2 separate regions of the Mus musculus genome follow, and region 2 is linked to region 1. Evidence: chromatin contacts called from public HiChIP or PLAC-seq data. All regions are on one chromosome and are shown on one strand. The core of a region is the stretch at or near the end of the contact, and the rest is flanking DNA. Distances in the headings are between cores, read along the strand shown.

Region 1 (4,134 bases), core at 466-2,965:
TTGGTATGAACCTGAGAAAGCAACCCAATATTCACTGAAAAAAATGTTATTTTAAGTGCCTACTGTGTGCCAGGCACCAGAACTGTTTAAAAGAGATCCTTCCTAACCTGAAAGTCCAGTGATCTCTTACAGCCCTTCTTTCTACCTCTTGACACTTATAAAGGGACATACTTCCCTGGGGCCATGGAAGGATGGAGTTGCCATACCTTATAAGTGGCTTGAGAAGCAGATAGAAGGAAAGGAGCTGGGCTGGAACATCATGAAAGCTCTGCTTGAATGACTTGGTCTCATAAATTCAAAGAAGCGATGATACCCATACTGTTCATCTAAGAAAATGCACTCCCAATTCTGGCGGAGCAGCTCTCCAGCAAAATAGCAGTGCTAACATGCCAACATAGGAAGTGAGACCTAGCCAATCCACGTTCATCTGAATACCAGCCAGGGTCTATCATTCTCTCTGTTTTCTTTGGTACAGGGTGGTACCAACGAGATAACTGGATGCTGAATTAATCAACAGGTCCTGCTGTCAGAGGACAAAGAGAAATATTTTCCTAGGACCAGGGATAGTGATGGGAAGCTGAACTGGGTACTTATTTGGAAACAAACAGGCCACAGGTTATGTCACATCTCCCCTTGATCTCTTTTCTTGACAAAACCTCAACATTGACCTATTGTACCTGCCCTGTCCTGCCAGGTCTTTATTGTCCTAGCAAGAATTCTGCTAAGTCAGTTTAGAGAAAACTTCCACCCTTCAATATCTGATCACCTTCAAGATCAGATCAGAGTCTTTATTCCCCACCCCTTAGTACCTCATCACCTTGGCCAGCCTTCAGTAAGAATCCTGTTAAGTCAGTTTAGCAAGAATACGCCATCCTTGGACCTCAAGGATTCCTCTTAGTAACTTTCTGGCAGCAAGCCCTCCAGTACTCACTAGTTCTACATCCCTAACAGACTGTGTTGTGTGTGTGTTCCACCTGGCTCCCTTCTGCAAGGCCTTTCGTGCAGTCATTTTTAAAAAGCCATCAACCTCACAAGTGACGCAATCACTTTGTCTGGGCATGGAAAGGGGCCAAACTAGATTTGATCCAAGTCATGAAGGCCCCACCAGGGGCCTTTTCTGCAAGATAAAGTGACAAAGAGAAAAAAAGATAACCTGGGTCCTAGCCCTTACTCCAAACTTTTCTGAGCCTGGAGAGAGAGAGAGAGATCAGAGCTGCCTGCTGGGAGTGGCTGGGGTGCACATACCACAGAGGAGAACAAGCCAGGGGTAGCACTGCCAGTAGGCTTGGGCCATTGGGTCTCCAGATGCAGGCGACGAGTAGATCAAGGGACTGGAGAGAGGGTTGGGTTGTTTGGTGGCCTCTTCTTCCAGGCCTTTCCTGGGCAGAAGCAAATAAGGTTGATGGCTGTGTCTCGATGTTAGATGAGGATCCTTCTGTAATCTTTTGTTTCAGGAAGTCTGGGAAGCCACCGTGGAGAGTGTGCCTCGGGCTGCCCAAGCAACCTGTGCTGGTTTCTTGTGGCTTAGGGTAGGTAGGGTGTGAGCCTGCCCCTGGGCAGAGTCCAAAGATCTCTGAGATGGACGAGCAACAGCTGGTCTCAATCACCCAGCCTCTCCCAGCCCCCCTCTTCAGCAGCTCTACCCTAGCAGTTTCTGAATTCTGTTCCCCACCCTCCAGCAAGCTGTTTCCTATTAGCTCACATCAGGCACTGGTGCAGCCCTGCTTTTGCTTTGGGATAGATATTTGCTCCTACTTCTATTCCTCCTCTAAGCCCTCCTGTGTCAAAAAAAAAAAAGCCAGTGAATGAGTGTATGAGTGTTCTCCCACTCCCACACCCAGATCAGGAATGTTGATTGCAACTGGGGAGAGGGGTTACTGTCTTACAACTGGTAACTGAGTTACAATTGGTGGCATGACTTTCCCCACTAGTCCATCCTAAAATATACCAGCAGACCTTCCCTGGGGATCCCCCAGTGCCATTCAGCTGCATGTTCTGGGCTTTGCAAAGCCTAAGCTGCTTAGGGGCCTTGATATCTGGAATGCCTTTGAAGGCCCAAATATCTGCAGGGACCAGGGGATGCAGCTGAAGTTAGAATACCCCAAAGGAGGAGTCTGAGGGGTCTGAGAAGACAGCAAACTGGAAATACTCTTGACATAGCTTCCCGAACAGAACTCACTGGGAGGGAAGCAGAAAGCTGAAAAGCAGAAATCATGTGTGTGTGTGTGTGTGTGTGTGTGTGTGTGTGTGTGTGTGTGCTGGCAGGCACATGCACTCACCCCCTGTACTCTGTCCCATCAGGGAGTGTCACGCCACACTGATTCTAAGACAGCTCCAAGGAAAGGCTCTCTAGAACCTCTGGGGTCCTGTGAGCCCAGAAAGAAATTCTTCCAAGTAACAATGATTCATTTCAATAAGGGGTTTTGTAGCAAAAGATCAGCCCAGCCATGTGGTGGTGGCACACACCTTTAATCCCAGCATTTGGGAGTCAGAGGCAGGCAGATTTCTGAGTTCAAGGTCAGCCTGCTCTACAAAGTGAGTTCCAGGATAGCCAGGACTACAAAGAGAAACCCTGTCTCAAAAAAACCAAACCAAAACAAACCAAACCAAAACAAAACAAAACAAAAAAACCAGCCCAGTCTAGTCTTGATTTTATAATCCTCCTGCCTCAGCCTCCTGGCTACTAGGGTTACAGGCATTGACCATCATGTCTAGCTTTGACTTTATTTCTAATGTAACCATAATAAATTGTTGGTGGCTTTCAACAATCCATTTAAGAATGATGAAGCATTCATTCCTACGGGAGATTTGGGGGGGGGGGTTCGTGAAGTCCCACCCTTCTCTGAGGTAACTGATTGCCTTTAAGAGAGGGAGAGTCTGTTTTCAGATATGTGCTCCTAAGAGGCTTTCCGTGCTCCAGTGGGTATTCCCACACCCACTAACTGGACTCAGAGTATTTAAAAAAAAAAAAGGTGCAGTATGTTGGGAGGGGAAAAAGGTACATGGGATAGTAGAGGAGTTGGAGTGGAAAGAATAGGGGTGCTTTGATCAAAATACATTTTATGTGTGTATGAAATTATCAAGCAATAGAAAAGAACGATGAGGTAGAGCCTTCTGTAGAGGGAAGGGGGGTCTTTCTGGGACCCCCTGACAAGGCAGAGTCAAGCTAAGTGAGGATACTCCTTGACCTCTGTCTTCAGGGGAAAGCAAAGGGCAGAAGACCCCAGCCTCAGGGCCAAGAACTGGGAGAGAACTCTGTGTCATTCCATGACTGCCAAAGCTCTTGTCTTCCCCTCCATCCTGTCCCCTCTTTCCCACCCTTTCCATGACTGGTGAAGACGTAATTCCCAGAAATCGGAGGATAGAGGAAATGGCCACTCAAAGGCACTCACCTCCTGTTTAGGCTGGAGCAAATACCTCACAGGACAAGCACGGGTTCATGCAGAGATAGCCTTTCGGGGACAGTTACTGTCTACGGTCATCTGTGTGGCCTTGGGCGTTGATTTCACCTCTCTGAGCCCTCAGTTTCTTTACCTGTAACATGCTGTTACTGAAACATGACAGCCTGGTTCGACAAGGAGCAGAGCATCAGTGGGGTAATCTGTCCTTATAAAGCAGCTGCCTGACAGAGCAAAGCCCAAAGGCTTTGTGCTTGTTCATGGGCATGCTTCACCAGCAGCAAAGCAAGTCTCAACTACACTTTGTCCTTTCTGTCCCTGGCACCAACATTGCTGAAATGGCAGTTATTGCTACAACAGTAAACCTCAGTGAGACCTATGTTTCAAAAGCAATCCAACAACCCAGGCATCCTGCCTTCACCTTCTGAACTCTGTCCTGGGATGTCTCTGCTTAGTACTTAAGCCTTCCACTTCCATCCCCTGGGACCTTGACTTGGCCTTGGTGGTAACAATGACCTCACATGCCTGTACCCTCAGTTCCTTCCTTATCTCCTTATCGAGAAACTACTGTCTTTGCTCTCATCCTTTTGGGGACTTGACCTCAAATGTTGGCAACAGTCCTGAAGTGGAAAGCACTGATTGAAGATAGGCAGGGTGACTGGCCAAGGGTCCTTTGTATCAAAGCTGTTTGGAAACCCATGAGTCACACTCTGCAGTACCCCCGTGGCTGCGTAGA
Region 2 (4,134 bases), core at 886-3,385, 200 kb before region 1:
TCCGCCTGCCTCTGAGTGCTGGGATTAAAGGCGTGCACCACCACGCCTGGCTTGCCATCACTTTTAAAAAAAAAAATGTGGTGTTGGGGATTGAATCCAGGGCTTTAATGCTTTAGGCAAGCGTTTTACCAACTGAGCTACATCCCTGCCTCCAAATCTATTTTCATCAAATAATTTGCGATTAACGTAATACATAATGTTATAGCTTACTTTTTAACTTAAATTTACAACAGTAAGTTCCTTGATATTTGTAAACATTATCTTAGTGATCACATAATTGTTCATTGTGTAGATTCCTGTTGTGTTTTCAAAGCTCCTAGGCATACTGTTTCCTTTGTTCTTTACCCCTGACCACCTCAGCAATGCCCTTAATGACACAGGCCCTTGCCAAAGACAATTACAGAAGCACCTGTTTCCCATCCTCTACATTCACATCCAATTATCCCCCAAGAAATCGATTGCGATCTCTACTTTCACTTAGGCATCTCCACAGATGTCTGTCCTTACACTTTGAAAAGTTAATTTTTAACTTAGCATACAAAGTCATTAAAATACCAAATGCCTCACAAATGTGCTTGCCGTTCTTGAACAGGGGTCGTACTAATTCCTGTGTTCCAATTTTGGTACACGAACTGCCGAAGCGAACACTGTCATTACACTTAATGGAAGCCAAGGCATACTCAGACCTTTTGGTGCCGTGTGTACACCGACATACTTTAGCCTCAGAGGATCATCTTCTCTTTCAGCTTATGATCTTTCTTGGTACTAGGCTCTAGTCTGCCTTCTGAGCCCATGCTCCAACGGCGGCTTCCTTAAGAAGTTATGTTTCTGCTAACCAGAGTTAGCACCTCCAATGCTTGGTAGCACTCACAGGTCTGTTTTTGAGATAGATCTCATGAATCCTACGTTGGCCTGGACTCACTGTACATAACCAAAGATGTCACTCATGGTCTGATCCTCCTGCCTCTTCTCTTCCAAGTTCTAGGAGTAGAGTCGAGTACCACCTGGTTTTATGCGTGCAAAGCAAGTGCCACACTAGCTGACCTACATCTCCTGTAAACTCAGTTTTGGGTGTGTATGTTGAGGGGTGGGGTTACCTTCTCGCTATGTACTCCAAGCTGGCCTAGAACTTGAGATCTTCCCACCACGGTCTTCAGAAGGCTAGAGAGGCAACTTGCATGCCATCAAGGTTGTGCCCTAAACTCAATTTTGCTTTCACCCAAATGGTAGGCCAGAATGTAAGCACTGTAGCCACCATCAGGCCTTAGGGACCTGATGGAGAGGAAAGGTACTGTAGCCCTTTCCCAGCTGAGTGGTAAAAGATATAAGGGACTAGGAGAGGGTGTGGAGAGGAAGGGGGAGCTTTCCTTAGGCCATTTCTTTCTTCCTTAGGTAAAGTCTTGACAATTACATTTCTGAGTTTCTCTAATCTGAGAGTAGAACCATCAAGTAGATGGCTTACTATGGTGTTAGTAAAGCTCACCAGGCATGTCCCTGAAAGGTGGCCCTCTAGCTTCAGGACAGAGGTGTCCTTAGTCCTTGGCCAGAAGGTTTGGTCTGGAGCAGGCAGGTCTGGGCTCCAGGGAATGAGAAAAAAAAGGAAAAACCTACCAGAGTTCTAGGAGGAATGGGGTCAAAGGGGCAATCCTGGGGGTGAGAGTTAATTTTAAGGTGAAATGTTCATCTTAAATCAGTAGAAAAGAATGTATTGTTTAGTGAATGGTTTTGCAGTGTGTGACTATTGGAGGAAAATAAGTTAGCACTTCATGTCATCACCCAAGAAAATCGTAAAGTGATATAGTGATAACCAGTTAGTGATGGCTTTCAGAGATGGGACTGGGGGATGAAGCCTAAGGCCATACACATACTAAGCATGTGCCCTAACACTGAGCTAGCTACTCAGTCAAGTTCTTGGTTGCAAGATACGGCACCTAGTCCTAATGAAAGCACACAAAGCTTTTTGCTGGCAGCTATCTGTGATCTTGTGGTGACTAAAACTGCGAAGAACCGGGGCAGAGAAACAGCTCGGTTAGTGAAGTACTCCTCTAGCATGTTATGAATCCCTGTGTCCTAGCCCCAGTGCCAGAGAAACCTGAGCATGGTGGCACACACCTCTAATTCCAGCAAGAACTGGAGGCAGGGAGGTCAGAAGTTCAAGGTCAGCTTCAGCTACAAAGCAATTTTGAGGCCAGCTCTAAGTTGCACAAGACCTGCTCAAAAACAACCCCCAAACAACAACAACAACAACAACAAAACAAAAACCACGAAGCATCAGCTTCATAAAGAGGAATGCTGTACAGCCAGGTCCATGTCACAGGCCTGACTTGCTTAGGATGCCTTGACACTGGGGTCCCCTTCAGAGACTTGCTGCTATTCTAGACACAGGTACCTTCAGGATTCATTGCTCCTCCCCTGCCACTCCCGCCCCCACCCGCCCGCCCCTCCGCTCCAAGCATTGTAATGCTAAAATCCAGAGGGAGCTATAGTATCTGGCTAGCAAGCTCTAGGTGGCATATTTGACCTAGCTGCTAGTGGACTTACTTTAAATTATCTGGGAACTGGGATATTGAGCCACCAAAACTAGGAATATCAGTGCTGGAGAGATGGCTAAGTGGTTAGAGCACATGCTCTTAAAGCTCTTGAACTGGACCCGAGTTTAGCTCCAAAAATCCTTATCAGGTGGTTTCACAATTTCATAGAGCCCCAGTCCCACTGGGATCTGAGGCCACCTGTGTACACCCCCGACACACACTTCATTAAAAATAGTACCCCAAAAACCTTTAAAAAAAAACCTCAAACTGTTCATTATAGTTACTGACTTTTTTTGTTTTTGGTTTTGGTTTTGGTTTTTCGAGACAGAGTTTCTCTACAGCCCTGGCAGTCCTGGAACTCACTTTGTAGACCAGGCTGGCCTCGAACTCAGAAATCCACCTGCCTCTGCCTCCCAAGTGCTGGGATTAAAGGTGTGCGCCACCATGCCTGGCTCTGACTTTTTTTTTAAGTCATGGTTTCACTATGCAGCTTTGGGTAGCCTGGAACTCATAACATAGAACAGGCTGGCTTTGAACTCAAATTCACAGAGATCTGCCTGCCTCTGCTTCTCAAGTGCTGGGATTAAAAGTGCGTACCACTATGCCTGGTGTGCCACTATGCCTGGGTCAGTTGCTGACTTGCCTTTTTTTTTTTCTTTTTTTTTTTTTTTGGACAAGGTTCTACTCCTTTAATCTTAGCATTTGGGATGTCAAAGCAGGTGAATCTTTGGGAGCTCAAGGAGGCCCGTCTGGTCTACAGATAGAGTTACAGGGCAGCTAAGGCTACATATAGAAACCCTGTGTTGAAAAGTCAAGCCAAATAACAACAACAAAAAAAAAAAAAAAAAAAAAGGAAAGAAAGAAAAAAAAGAAAGGAAGAAAGAAAGAGAGAAAAGAAAAAGTGATTCTCTTGCCTCTACTTCTCCAGTGTTGGGGGTTACAGATACCACTATGCTCAGCTAGTATCTCCATTAAAAAACACATTTATTTATTTATTCATTTATTTATTTATTTATTTATTTATTTATTTATTTATGGAGGTGTCCCATGTCACACATGTGGAGACCAAATGACGACTTTTGGGAGTCTGTTTTCTTCCTCTACCACTTGGATCCCCAGGGTTAACTCAGATCAGGCTTGGTGGCCAGTAACTTTACCTTCAGAGCCATCTCACAGGCTGTTAGTATCACCATTTTATAGACAAAGCTGAAGATACCTTCGATCACACAGCTAGTCAGTAAGTACTGGGTGAAGCTGAGACTTGGTACCAGCTTCCTTTGCTTTAAAGACCATGCTCGGGCTGGAGATGTAACTCAGTTTGCAGAGTGTTTGCTTATCATCGGCAAGCCTTAAGCTTGATCCCTAACACCCCATAAACCAGATATGCTGGAGAACGCCTGCAATCCCAGTACGTAGGAGGTGGAGACAGGAAGATGTTCAAGTTCGTCCTTATCTGCCTGGTGAATGAATTCAAATCCTGTCTGAGCTCCTTGAGACCCCGTCTCAAAGAAAAGCTTACGCTTGTTGTTTACTCTGTCGTAAAGTGACGGACCGTGACTGGCCTCAACAGGCGCATCTCTGTGAATTCAAGACCAGCCTGGTC

Evidence for each region. HiChIP or PLAC-seq counts read pairs in DNA pulled down with a chosen protein or histone mark.
Region 2: a contact with region 1 is called in an H3K27ac HiChIP or PLAC-seq map of embryonic stem cells, with 5 read pairs. The contact joins the enhancer-like site here to the promoter of Xpnpep2 in region 1. A contact is called at or near these places in 6 of 39 promoter capture datasets (the C10 cell line, the HPC-7 cell line, embryonic stem cells and 3 more), 4 of 115 datasets of contacts at active chromatin or transcription factors (embryonic stem cells and memory CD8 T cells) and 2 of 9 other capture datasets (adipose tissue and liver).

What each region holds. Positions count from the first base shown.
Region 1 is chrX:48,106,306-48,110,439 of GRCm38.p6, reverse strand. It overlaps Xpnpep2 (X-prolyl aminopeptidase (aminopeptidase P) 2, membrane-bound), which reads right to left and starts at 1,715. Exons shown (of 21, transcript NM_133213.2): 1 at 1,246-1,715. The coding sequence starts at 1,294.
Region 2 is chrX:48,303,557-48,307,690 of GRCm38.p6, reverse strand. No RefSeq gene overlaps it. Among named protein-coding and RNA genes, the nearest start is that of 9530027J09Rik, 20 kb to the right of the region's middle. Within about 2 kb of position 2,135, at least 6 of the 459 cell types and tissues checked have an H3K27ac peak or open chromatin away from gene starts, as enhancers often do. A contact at or near this core is called in embryonic stem cells, where this site is marked.